Linked DNA regions of Rattus norvegicus: region 1 is linked to region 2. A link is a contact called in public Hi-C data. All regions are on one chromosome and are shown on one strand. Each heading gives the region's core, a stretch centred on a gene start, on an enhancer-like site or on the middle of the called end of the contact. The rest is flanking DNA. Distances are from core to core; before and after follow the strand shown. Region 1 overlaps LOC103693859 (a long non-coding RNA gene). Region 2 overlaps LOC120097393 (a long non-coding RNA gene).

Region 1 (5,285 bases), core at 739-3,238, 260 kb after region 2:
ACTGGTTTCCAGGCAGCTAGGATAAGGGTCTTAAAGCCCATGCCCGCAGTGACACACCTACTCCAACAGGGCCACACCTCCTAATAGTGCCACTCCCCAGGCCATGCTTATGCAAACTGTCACTATCACCATGCAAAGAGCCTTCTCTGGACCTGGGTACAAGTGACTGATTTATTGAGGATATAATTTATGCCTGGCCCCAGGCTCCCAGTGGCCATGGGGAGCTCTCCTTTCCCTGAAGTCCATAATATCCCCCAACATCCTCCGGCCCCCCAGTCAGGCTCTAGGACTTCAGGCAGCATTGACTGGACACAGGGGCCTGGATTGTGCACAGTATGAACTGAAAGCTTGAAGCCAGGAGAGTGGCATGATTTTCCTCCCTTCATATTGGCAGGTAGAACAGCTGGGCTTCCTAATTTCTGGATTTTGTGTGTGCATGGAAAAACCAGGGCAGGGAACTAAGATGAGCCTCCTCGTGACAGCCAGAGAAGGTAAGTAGTGGGGGAGATAGTGGACAACAGGGCTGCTTTGCTCAAGCCACCCTGCTGCTTCTCGGAAGCAAGCAATGCCAAGTAGGCAGATGGCCGGCAGGTCCCCTCTGAGCCCTGGGACCCAGATGGTCATCCCGGCATTAGGGAAGGCATCACAGCAGCAGCAAGAGAGAACTTACTGCCAGCCAAATCCACTGAAGCCCCCGTTCTAGCCAGGGGCCTCCCTGTCTTCCTTTCTGCAGCCTAGCTATTACTGTGGCTGGGGGGCCCGTGGGACTGCAGAGAGGCTGAAATTGGGAAGCTACATTTCACAGTGGTCACATTCAGGAGGCCATAGGCCAGACCAGGCATAGCCTCTCAGGGAACGCCTCCTGCATTCCTACTGCTGGTCTGTCAGCAGACCAAAGAAACTGTCCTCTCCTCACTCTTACAGCCAGGCTGTGAGCCCAAGTCACCTCCGGACCTCTGCATCTCCCTCGGGGTTTCTTGGGCTCAGAAAAAGCACTAATAATAGACTCTAATACTCCTTAAGGGCCTGCCAGAGACAGCCCGGAGTTCTCAGAGCTTCGTGAGTAAAAATCAATCCCTGTAGTGGGTAAAAAAACAACCCTGAGAGGCAAGTCTGTTAAGATCCCCACTTTACAGATGAAGAAATGGAGACCCAGAAAAGAGGCAAAGATCCTAAGCCACACACCAGGAAACGAGGAAGCCAGAAGTCAGCCAGGCAGCCTGGCTCTGGAGCTCACGTTCTCAGAAGTGTCTATCTGTGCAAAGCCAATGAGTCCCATACCGCACTACATCAGGGACCCAAGACACATCACCCTGGGCTCAGGCTTGAGTGTCAAGGACTGAATTGCCTGTCACAGGTACGCAACCGCCTTGGTGGAATTGTTCAGGCAGTGGGTAAGGACAAGCCTAGGTCACCTCTGAGTCAGATGGAATAGACAAATGTCCCTGAGACCAGGCCTTGAGGTCTTAGAGGTAGTGTGGAGACCTTAGAGAAACACGACTGCTACACATTCATTCAATCACTTATTTATGAACATATATGTTCACTTGCTCACATGCACATGTGTGAGTTTGTACATATATGTCCCTGGACACAGTAGCTGTTCTGGGGAACAAAGGACATTACTAAGTCCCCACAAGCCTGGAAGCCCCCTAACTACAGGAAGTATGCCCCCTCCAACAAGTAAGTGCCTGGAGGACAGCATAAGACACTCCCTTCCCCCTTCTCAGCCTCACTTTCCCCTCTGTGTGAGGAAGGGGTTGTCTGAGGTCATCTCCAAGGTCTTGGGCTCCTTGCCACCTGGCCAGTCACCTGCAACTCTTTGTCCCCAGAGCTGGCAGGAGCTGTGACTCAGCAGCAAGAAGCAGCATAGGAGCTGCCCACTGCCCCCTCCCCCCAACACACAAAGGGCATCTTGTTACCACAGCCTGCCAGCAGGCAGGGAGGGCTGGGAGGTAAGGGGCCAGGATGCCTGTGTCAGCAGGACTGGGGGCAGGGCTCAGCTGGAGGCTCTGCCAGGGCCATTGGCTGGCTGGCCGGCCACAGGATCCACAGCAGTGGACAAGGCCTTGGGCAGGCAGGCGGGCAACCCTGAAGAGCAGTCTCAGGAAATGGCTGCCCCTCGGCTTCTGTGTGGAACCTTGTTTGCTAAGCTCCTTTTTAGGACCATTACTTTTCATCTGGATTCTAAATGAACTCTCTGCATCCAGCAGCAGCCTCAGGCCTGGAATTTCCCAGCTGTGTGGGCAGAAACCACAGCCCCGGCTCAGAGCTTACCAGATGTGAGACTGGGGCACAATCACTTTTCCAATCTGTAAAATGGGAGTGCTGAGTGGAGATGCTCAAATCACTCTTCAGTGGGGCAGGCGCCACCTCCCAGGGACGCCCCAACACTGGTCAGGACATCCTAGTACCTTCCTTGCTGCTATGGCTTTGTCACTTTCTTGCTTTCTTGCAAAGCACTTATTCCTTCTTACCTCTGTCCACTAGCCAGTAAAATGGGGATGGCTGAAAGACAGCAGAAACTAAATAGAAGATTCCTTCTGGACATTACCTGAGCCTCATATCCTGACACTGAACGAAGGACAAGCCAGGAGACATTCAGAGAGTTCGTGCTAGTAGGTAAGTCAGTCTGCAGTACTGTTCCAATGAGTGTGTGCATGGTGTGCATACATATGTACACACATGCACAAGTGGACAGGCAAGTATGCCCCCAGGCCAGTTACTTGAGCACTGAGTCCATTACTTGAGCAGAACAGGGTCCAGATCAAAGGCTCTCCAAGGCCCTTGATCTTCTTAGGACCACTGGACTCCTGTGGCTGGTTTGTGATGTCCAGCTAGCCACAGCCTTGCAGAACAAACTGGTGCCTCAGATGCTGCACGCTCCAAGCGCCGGCTGGAACTAGGGGCAAGTTGCCCCCTAAACCATGCATTATGGTCCGGAGGAGTACTACATGCACATAAATACCCCCTAGAGTTGCACTCCCAACATTTTCCATAAACGTCTATATGTTGGCGTCTCATTTGATCAGCATCTGTGGGCCTCTTATACCCCAGAGAAAGGATTCTGCATTCTGCCAGGAACATATAACTGATAGGCTTTCAAAACCTAACGTGTAATGGGATGCTGGTTAGTCTATCAGATCCTCCAAATACTACCAAGCTCCCAACAGGCTATGTCCCACTTGATGCACGACAGTGAGGCCCAAACAGGTGAGGGCCTTGAGGCCGGGGCCAAATGTGACTCACTGGCCGGGGCCAGTGAGGTCAGGAAATGAAAAAGCTAGGCACAGATTGTGTGATATGGGGTGGAGGGCCATGACCCAGAAACCTAGGCAGAGCACAACAGATGAGAAAACCAGCCAGCATGTGTGAAGACTCCCTTCTACCATCCTCCACTCCTGGGGAAGGTCCTAAGACTTCTTGGCATAGTTTCCTTTTGGGCAGTGCCCAGGTGGGGGTTAGGCCTCAGGCACCTGGCCTCTTCCTCACACGGTTGCATGAGTGACTGAGTGTGGGAAGCCCTTCCCAGGAAGGCAGACCCACCCAGGCCGAGCGGAGCTTCCTGATAGAACATCCACTGGTGTCCTGAAAGGAGGAGGCTCAGCGGTCCCAAGGGCCACATCACATAGGAAGGACTGCATTTTATTGGGTTCCCACTGCACAGGATGCAGTTCAAATTTGCCATCTATTTAGAAAATATTCACCGAATGCCCTTGAAGTACCAGGCCCTGGGCTGAGTATCGGAACCCAGGAGAAGAAAACAGGTAGTGCCTGTGGGCTCCATGTGGAGCTCACAGTCCAGTGAGGGATGAACACAAATGAGCTACAGGAAAAGGGAGGAAGATCCCACCGTGGGGACACCTACCTGGCACTGCTAACAAGGGAAGACTGCCTGAAGGAGGCAACACCGAGCAGGATCTCCTGAGGGGTGAACAGAAGCTGTGCAGATAAAGAGAAAGGGATTAATGCTGAGGGCTGAGAGATATCTGGGCAGGTGGAAGCAGGCACCCACAACTCTCACAGGAACCTTAGAACGTGGGGGCGAGCGCTCCTGAGTGACTGAGTCAACCAGAAGAAAGTGAGGCCCATCTAGCTGGGCAGCTTGCTCTGACCCTGTATCACACATGGACATCTCTAATGAGCCCTGAAGGTAAGAAGCAACCAGCAATGAAAAGGCTGAGTCTGTTTGCCTTGCAGTATGTGCATGTATGAATAAAAGGGGGTCCCCATAGTAGCCAAGACTCTTCTTTCACCAACAGCTTGAGAGGCCCCCATGTGGCTCTGACAAGATCTTCCCCAGAGCCACCGGGAGAGGGAGAACAATGGAGAGCCAGACTTCTGTGGCAAATGGATGGAGACTGCAAGTCTGGGGAATAGGCTCGGAGTAGAATGAGGCTACGGCATCTGCGGACTGGTTAGCAGTGTCCAACAGCTGGAGTACTTTAAATTTCCTCAGGGTCACTGAGGCCCAGGCCCAGATCTTCCCAAGGTCCACCATGTCCCAACCAGATCTCAGCAGAGTTCAGGAGAGGCAGGGAAGAGATGTGATCCTCCCTGGGTTAGTATGACCCCTCTGTATACAAGGGGTGCTGCTACTCTTGGCCTCCAGCTGAGAGACTTCAGCCTCTCCCTGCCTTCAGGAAGCTTACAATGGAGTAGACACACAGAAAATATAAAAGCAGTAGACCTTTCAGAAAGAGAAGCCTTGTTGACTGAGTTCATCAACATCCATTCTGTCAAAGGCCAAGTAAGGATGGAGCACTGAGCCTACAGATACTGTGAGGCCTCCTGGTGGATGCAAGTGCCCTACCCAGCTTATGATCTGCGATTGCTCCTTCCCCAAGCCCAACCCAAAGCTGGGAAGCTGACCAGAAGAAGAGAGACAGCCAACAGGAATGTTGGGGTCAGCAATGGAGGTGGTGATGTTCCTCCATTCTGCTGATTTTTCACTCTAGTACTCCAAAGCCCCAGACTTAGTCTCTGCCCACAACCCAGACCTCTGTGGAGAGTAGGCTACCGATGTCTAGGCAATTCCATGAGGGCTCTGGCCCCATCCAGATCATCTACAGCCATCAGTATCCCTATACTTTCTCCAAGGAACCACAACTCCTCTGTCAGATGCACCACTGTTCTGAGAATATGACACCCACTGTTAATTTCCAAAAAAGGTTCTTTGACTCACAGGAGGGGATCTTGCAAAGTGCCCCCTGCCTTTGCTTGTCACTAGGGGTAGGAGCGTTCCAGCTTTTGGAGAGAGAGAATGACTTTGCATCTGTAGGAAG
Region 2 (5,897 bases), core at 331-2,830:
CCACATAAAAGCTAGATACAATGATGCATGCCTGCAAGAGCCCAGTTCTGAAGAGGCTGACAGGAGAATCCCAGGAATTTGTTGACCACTCTGTCCAGCAGAAGCGGTGAACTACAAGTTCAGTGAGAGACCCTGCTTCAAAAATGTATGATGGGAAAGGATTGTAGAAGATTCCTAGCATTGATCTCTGGCCTCCATGTGCATGTGCACAGGCATGCACAGACACCCACACATACGCGCACACACACACACACACACACACACACATACACACATACACACACACACACTCATAAACATGAAGTGCTCTAATTCTGAAGCCTGGGTTCTTCTAAAGGATAATAAACCTCAGAGCATTTGTTCTTAATGAAATTAACACCAGGTTATACAATCAAAGTGCTTGCTGGGAGGTTGGTGCACCAGCAGGCTAGAATAGAATGTTTCTCCTGGCCTTAAGTTCAGTATGTTTCCTTAGAACTGAGACTAACACCCAACACTATAGGAAATGTCACGAATATTTGCATAGCCTACAAAGAATATTTGCATATAATTAGTTGTATAAAACAGAATGCATGTTTCTTGGGGTGGGACAAGACAACACTCCTATGTGACCCTGGTGTGCCAGGTGTTTGTCAGATAGTGCTGAGTCCTTAGCACCACAGATGCTTGGCACTTGTTGAAGGAATCTTGAACCTGAGGGCCAGAGCCGGAACTGGCTGACAGTCATACATAGGGACATCATTATTCCTGGTGCCACTGCTTTTCTCTCCTACGGCATCACAGTTTCTGGTGGAAGAGTCATGTGTGCAGTGACACCTGCAAGGTTGCTAGAATTTAGTCAGTCTTCTGTTACATGGAAGGTTTGGACAAAATGACCTCTATGATCCATTTCAACTTTGAACGGTCAAACTTAAAGCACTTATTGAAGTAGCAGTTACCCAAAACAAACTCTGAAATACAGTCTGCCCAGGATACCCAGGAAAAGCATGCTTGGATCAAATGCATTTGGAAAATATCCCTAATTGTGCTTCCAGTTAGAAACTTAACAATGCATGTTACAAACATCAAACTCTCTGGTAAGGCATACAATAGAAGCCCAAGTAATTATTTAATCTCTTTCCCAGACTTGCTGAATTGTCAACCCCTCTATTTCTCCCCACACAACACATAGAGGCATTTGTTGAGGTTACTAAAGTAACAGAATTGGCTCTAGTTTGTGGGTTCTCACCAGGCGGAGCACCAGCAGGCCTCATGAAGAATCAGGGGTCAGAAGTGGGAGCTGGAGAGGGAGCCTGATTAAGATTGATACTCACACCCAGCTTCTCCCAGAGCTCTTAGAGCTCACACGTGGTTCACTCGTGAAAAGCAAGAGGCTGGGCTCCCAGGCAAGCCCCTTCTAGAATCTCGATACTGGAGTATCTCAGTGCTTTCTTTGTGTTTGGATACAAGCCCACTTATGGAAGAACACAAAGCACAGGAGCTTTTCTGATGTAATCTTCCTTCTCCCTCCCTCCCTCCCTCACCCCCGAAAGCTGGCCAACACACTTCCCCCAAAACTGGTGAGTCACTGTTCCTGCACTTAGTTCATGCTGTTCCTCAGCTCCATCAAGTCGGTCCATTCCATGTCTGTATAGGGACCCCCTTACTCCTTCGTAGCTCCTTCCTCTGCATCACAGAGATTGTCACTTGCTCAAATTCAGCCTCCCAGATCTGGTTCTGTTGGCCATGTTGACTAATCTGCCAGTAGCTGTCATGTGCCTTTGGGTTTTTGAAATGCCTGAGCCTCCTACTGGACCACAAAAGTTCTCAAGGAAAGGGATCACACTGTGTGACTGACTAGCACCTGTCCAGTCTGGTGCTGAAGAACGTTTTGTTGAGTAAGTAAAAGAAAACATTGCTATGTGAAGTAACCTTGTGTGCCTGGGCCCTCACTGAAGTCCAGCTCCTTTGCTAGAAACTGTAATATATCTCTTCATTTAAATTTGATCTTCCTCCCATAGCCTGACATCAGCTCCCCACTGACTCCAAGCCACTAGATAAGGCCCACCTAACCTTCTCTTTCCGCTCCCACAGGCTCAGTCATGTTTCCTGCCAAAGAGAAGACCAAAAGAGGGAGATTTTGTAACCAACAAATAATTGACCTTTTGATATCAAAGGTGATTTGCTCATGAAGAAAATAGCAGTGCTAATTTCAAAATGGTAACTACCTGGTTGGAATTTGTATCTTAGTAAAGCTTCAAACCAATGCATGGATGACTTTTGAAAAGTGCAAACGGACTCTAAAATTCTATGAAGAGAATGTTCGTAACATTGCTCACTTGTATTCTCACTTCCTCCCATTTCACAGATGAAGAAACTGAGATCCGCAATGACTGTAAAGTTTGGAAGTAGAGGTGCCAAGATGTAAGCTCCGTCCTTGGTCTTTTGTTTGCCTTACTGAGCCCTAAGTTCAGGTCATCAGCTCAGGCTGCATGACTCCCCTGCAAGATCATGAGCTACTTAAAAGCAAGGACCACGACTTCTCTTTGGCAAGGCCAGTTTCTGGCCCAGTGCAATGGCACATAATAGCCCTAAATAAACATTTAAAGAGTAACTGGACGAATGAGAGAAATATCAAAAGCTGGGCATAGCAGTCAGCTCAGTATGGATCCCATGTGTGAGATGGAGTCGGAGGGTCCTGAAGGTCTCAGGAGTCACAAGTTCAAGGGTAGCCTGGGCTAGGAAGTGAGCTCTAGGTCAGCCTGGGCAACTTATTAAAACTTTCAAAATTAATAACGAAAAAGTTGTAAGAATATAGCTCAGTGCTAGAGTCCTTACCTAGCAGGTACTAGACCTTGGGAGCAATCGGAAAGAGGGAAGGAAGGAAAGAAGAGAGGGAAGGGGGGAGGGAGAAGTAAAGGGAGGGAGGAATAGACAGACAGACATGCACACAGATCAAAACACATAGAATCTAGGGATTAACATTCACTCTTTTAAGCTGAATAAACTTGCAAGAACTAATTTGTTTTACAGCAAAAGATTTGAATGTAAAAATCTAAAGATACCTTATTCAAGTTGTCTGGAAAGGAGGGCAACTGTAGTGATTTGTTATTCTTCAAATTAACATCTTGGAACAATGGTGGGAGCCATAGAAAGGCAGTTACCCTCTGCTTATCATCAGCTCAATATAAGATTACTCTGTGTGTGTGTGAGAGTGTCTGTGTGTGAGTGTGTGTGTGTGAATGTGTGTATGTGTGTGTCAGTGTATATGTATGGGTCTGAGTGTGTGTGTATGTGTATGGGTGTGAGTGTGCGTGTGTGGGGTGTGAGTGTGTATGTGAGTGTGTATGTGTGTGAGTGTGTGTGAGTGTATGTGTATGGGTGTGAGTGTGAGTGTGTGAGTATGTGTGTGTGAGTGTGTGTATGAGTGTGTGTATGTGTGTGAGTGTGTGTGTGAATGTGTGTATGTGTGTGTGTGAGTGTATGTGTATGGGTGTGAGTGTGGGGCGGGTGGGTGTGAGTGTGTGTGTGTATGAGTGTGTGAGTGTATGTATGTGTGTATGTGTGTCTGTGTGTGAGTGTATATGTATGGGTGTGAGTGTGTGTGTATGTGTGTGGGTGTAAGTGTGTGTGAGTGTGTGTATGAGTGTGTGTATGTATATGTGAGTGTGTGAGTGTATGTATGTGTGTATGTATGTGTGTCTGTGTGTGAGTGTGTGTATGTGTGTGGGTATAAGTGTGAGTGTATGTGAGTATGTGTGAGTATGTGTGTGTGAGTGTGTGTATGTGTGTGGTATGAGTGGGAGTGTGTGTGTGTCTGTGTGTCTGTGTGTGAGTGTGTTTATGTGTATGAGTGTGTGTTTATGTGTATATGAGTGTGTGTGTGTATGTGTGTGTGTGTGTATGTGTACCATTAACCAAATAACTCAAGACACTTGTGTGAAAGGGTAGATGGTGGAGAACCAGCATGACTGAACTTGAGCATACGGGAAGGACTGCTATTTTAATGCTTTTTAATATATATCTTAACCCTCTCTTAGAGGTTTTGAAAAGCAGTTTCAGTACATGTAAATTCCCTCATAATTGCAGAGTGCTAGAGTGCTTCCCAAGTGGCCTCTGTCCTTTAAAAAAAAAAAAAAAGCTTTAAGCCATTCACTGTCATGACATTTGTCACTTGCTGAATAAGCCACCATCCCTGTTTTGCCACAAAGATGATCCTTACCCAAAAACCCAGCCCTATGAAACCCACAAACTCCAGAGGGAGCAGATGCTTCAAGCTAAGTGGGCACTGCCCAGCAAAGTGGGCAAGGACTGTGAGCAGTAAGAACACTGAAGCAGAATGAGTGTCAGCATCTTGCCGGGCACAGGGCACAGGCTTTGAACCCAGAGACCACTGATGAGGCCAGGTGGGTGGGGTGACTCCAGCCACATGTGGAAGGCAGGGAGGAGAGGCAGGAAATGCACGCCTTCCCCAGGGTCCCAGGATTGTTTCGGTAATTACCCCCAGCTTCTTCAACAGCTTGTGATTTGTCCGGTGCCTGGGAACCTGTATTTGCCTCACACAATGCATAATTCATAGGGCATGGACAGCAATTATGAGCTAATTGAGGGGTGTAATGTTTAAAGAAAGGAGCCATTATGAGGCACATAAGGGAGACTGGAGTGAAGACACTCTCGAGTCCATGGAGGCTCGGTGCCCCTGATTCAGCCTTCCTCGAGATGACTCTAATTGTCTCCTGAAGGGCACTGAAGCTGGGCACAAGAGTGCTCCTGCTAGATGATGCTCAAAGGGTCCCAGAGTGACTTCCCTGCACTCGTGAGCTTGGTCTTCCATTTGTCCTGCGGACGCTGTCACCTGGTTTCATCCGATTTGAAGGATGTGATGTTTTGACCCTGACCATACTTGCAAAAGGAGAGTGAGGATCTCTTCTCGGGGGGTAGAAGATGCCAGTGAAGAATTTATGCTATTTTCACCATAAAATTACCTCTTAAAGGAGTTCCAGGAGAGATCCTTAGGTGGTACATCCACACAAAATAGGGAGCTAGCTGCCTTTCAGAGGAGCCCCTGGGCTGGCATCCTGTATGTGACCAGTTTTACTTCTTGCTAAGGGCCACTGAAACACAATCATCCATCTGTGATCTCAGCTTCACCATGTGAACCGAGGAATGCAGGAGTAAGGAACAGCCTTCAGAGCCTCCCAGTCCCGAGTCATCATTTCTGTGTACCCAGACTCATCTATCTGACTGGAAAAAAAAAAGTTTTGAGACTGAGTATCTCTCTGCAGACTAGGCTGCCCTCAAATTTGTGGGGAGATCCACCTGCCCTACTCACTGAGTACTGGAACTACAGACTTATGCTGCATGCTTGGCTCTAATTGGACATTTTAATACATCCCCACAGTCAACCTTTGCTTCCTTTGGGACCTACACACTGTGACTCCCAAAGGAGACCTAAATGTGACTGCCACACAAGGTGATCATGTGATAATACGTCAAGAAACACATTTCCCCTTCAGTTCCACTGCCAAGCCAGGTGCACATCTCATAGCAGTTTATCAAAGATACTTTGTAAAATAAAGATTCTGCTAATGCCTGACCTTTGTGTAACTGGGAGCTGGTGGTATTGTGTATCACATATGGGTCATCACCTTTCTGGAACCCTGTAGGCATCAGCATACATCTCACTCAGACTGCTATAGCATGGCCCTTTGGAACTTGAATTTCCTCCTCATATCCAATCAAGCACCTCTACAACAGCATGTTGATACTATATGAAGCCCTCCTTAACAAGCCTGATAGTATTACCACAGCTACTCAAGCTGGGCTGCAGTACCCTGCATCACCAGTAGAGGCCGCTTTTTGAAGTGTGTTAAACACACAACTCCAAGAGTCAAGCCATCATGGAGTCATCCCATGGG

Evidence for each region. Hi-C and Micro-C count contacts between places; a contact is called where the count stands out from the background.
Region 1: a Hi-C map of Schwann cells shows a contact between it and region 2, with 4 times the contacts expected there. The contact joins two enhancer-like sites. A contact is called at or near these places in 1 of 12 Hi-C or Micro-C datasets (Schwann cells) and 1 of 1 datasets of contacts at active chromatin or transcription factors (oligodendrocytes).

What each region holds. Positions count from the first base shown.
Region 1 is chr16:945,628-950,912 of GRCr8, forward strand. LOC103693859 (a long non-coding RNA gene) reads right to left here. Exons shown (of 5, transcript XR_010058528.1): 1 at 3,869-5,285. Among named protein-coding and RNA genes, the nearest start is that of Zmiz1, 86 kb to the right of the region's middle. Within about 2 kb of position 1,989, at least 69 of the 93 cell types and tissues checked have an H3K27ac peak or open chromatin away from gene starts, as enhancers often do. A contact at or near this core is called in Schwann cells, where this site is marked.
Region 2 is chr16:688,166-694,062 of GRCr8, forward strand. All of the region lies in intron 1 of LOC120097393 (a long non-coding RNA gene), which reads right to left. LOC134482311 (a long non-coding RNA gene) reads left to right here. Exons shown (of 2, transcript XR_010058344.1): 2 at 2,074-2,851. Among named protein-coding and RNA genes, the nearest start is that of Zmiz1, 340 kb to the right of the region's middle. Within about 2 kb of position 1,581, at least 5 of the 93 cell types and tissues checked have an H3K27ac peak or open chromatin away from gene starts, as enhancers often do. A contact at or near this core is called in Schwann cells, where this site is marked.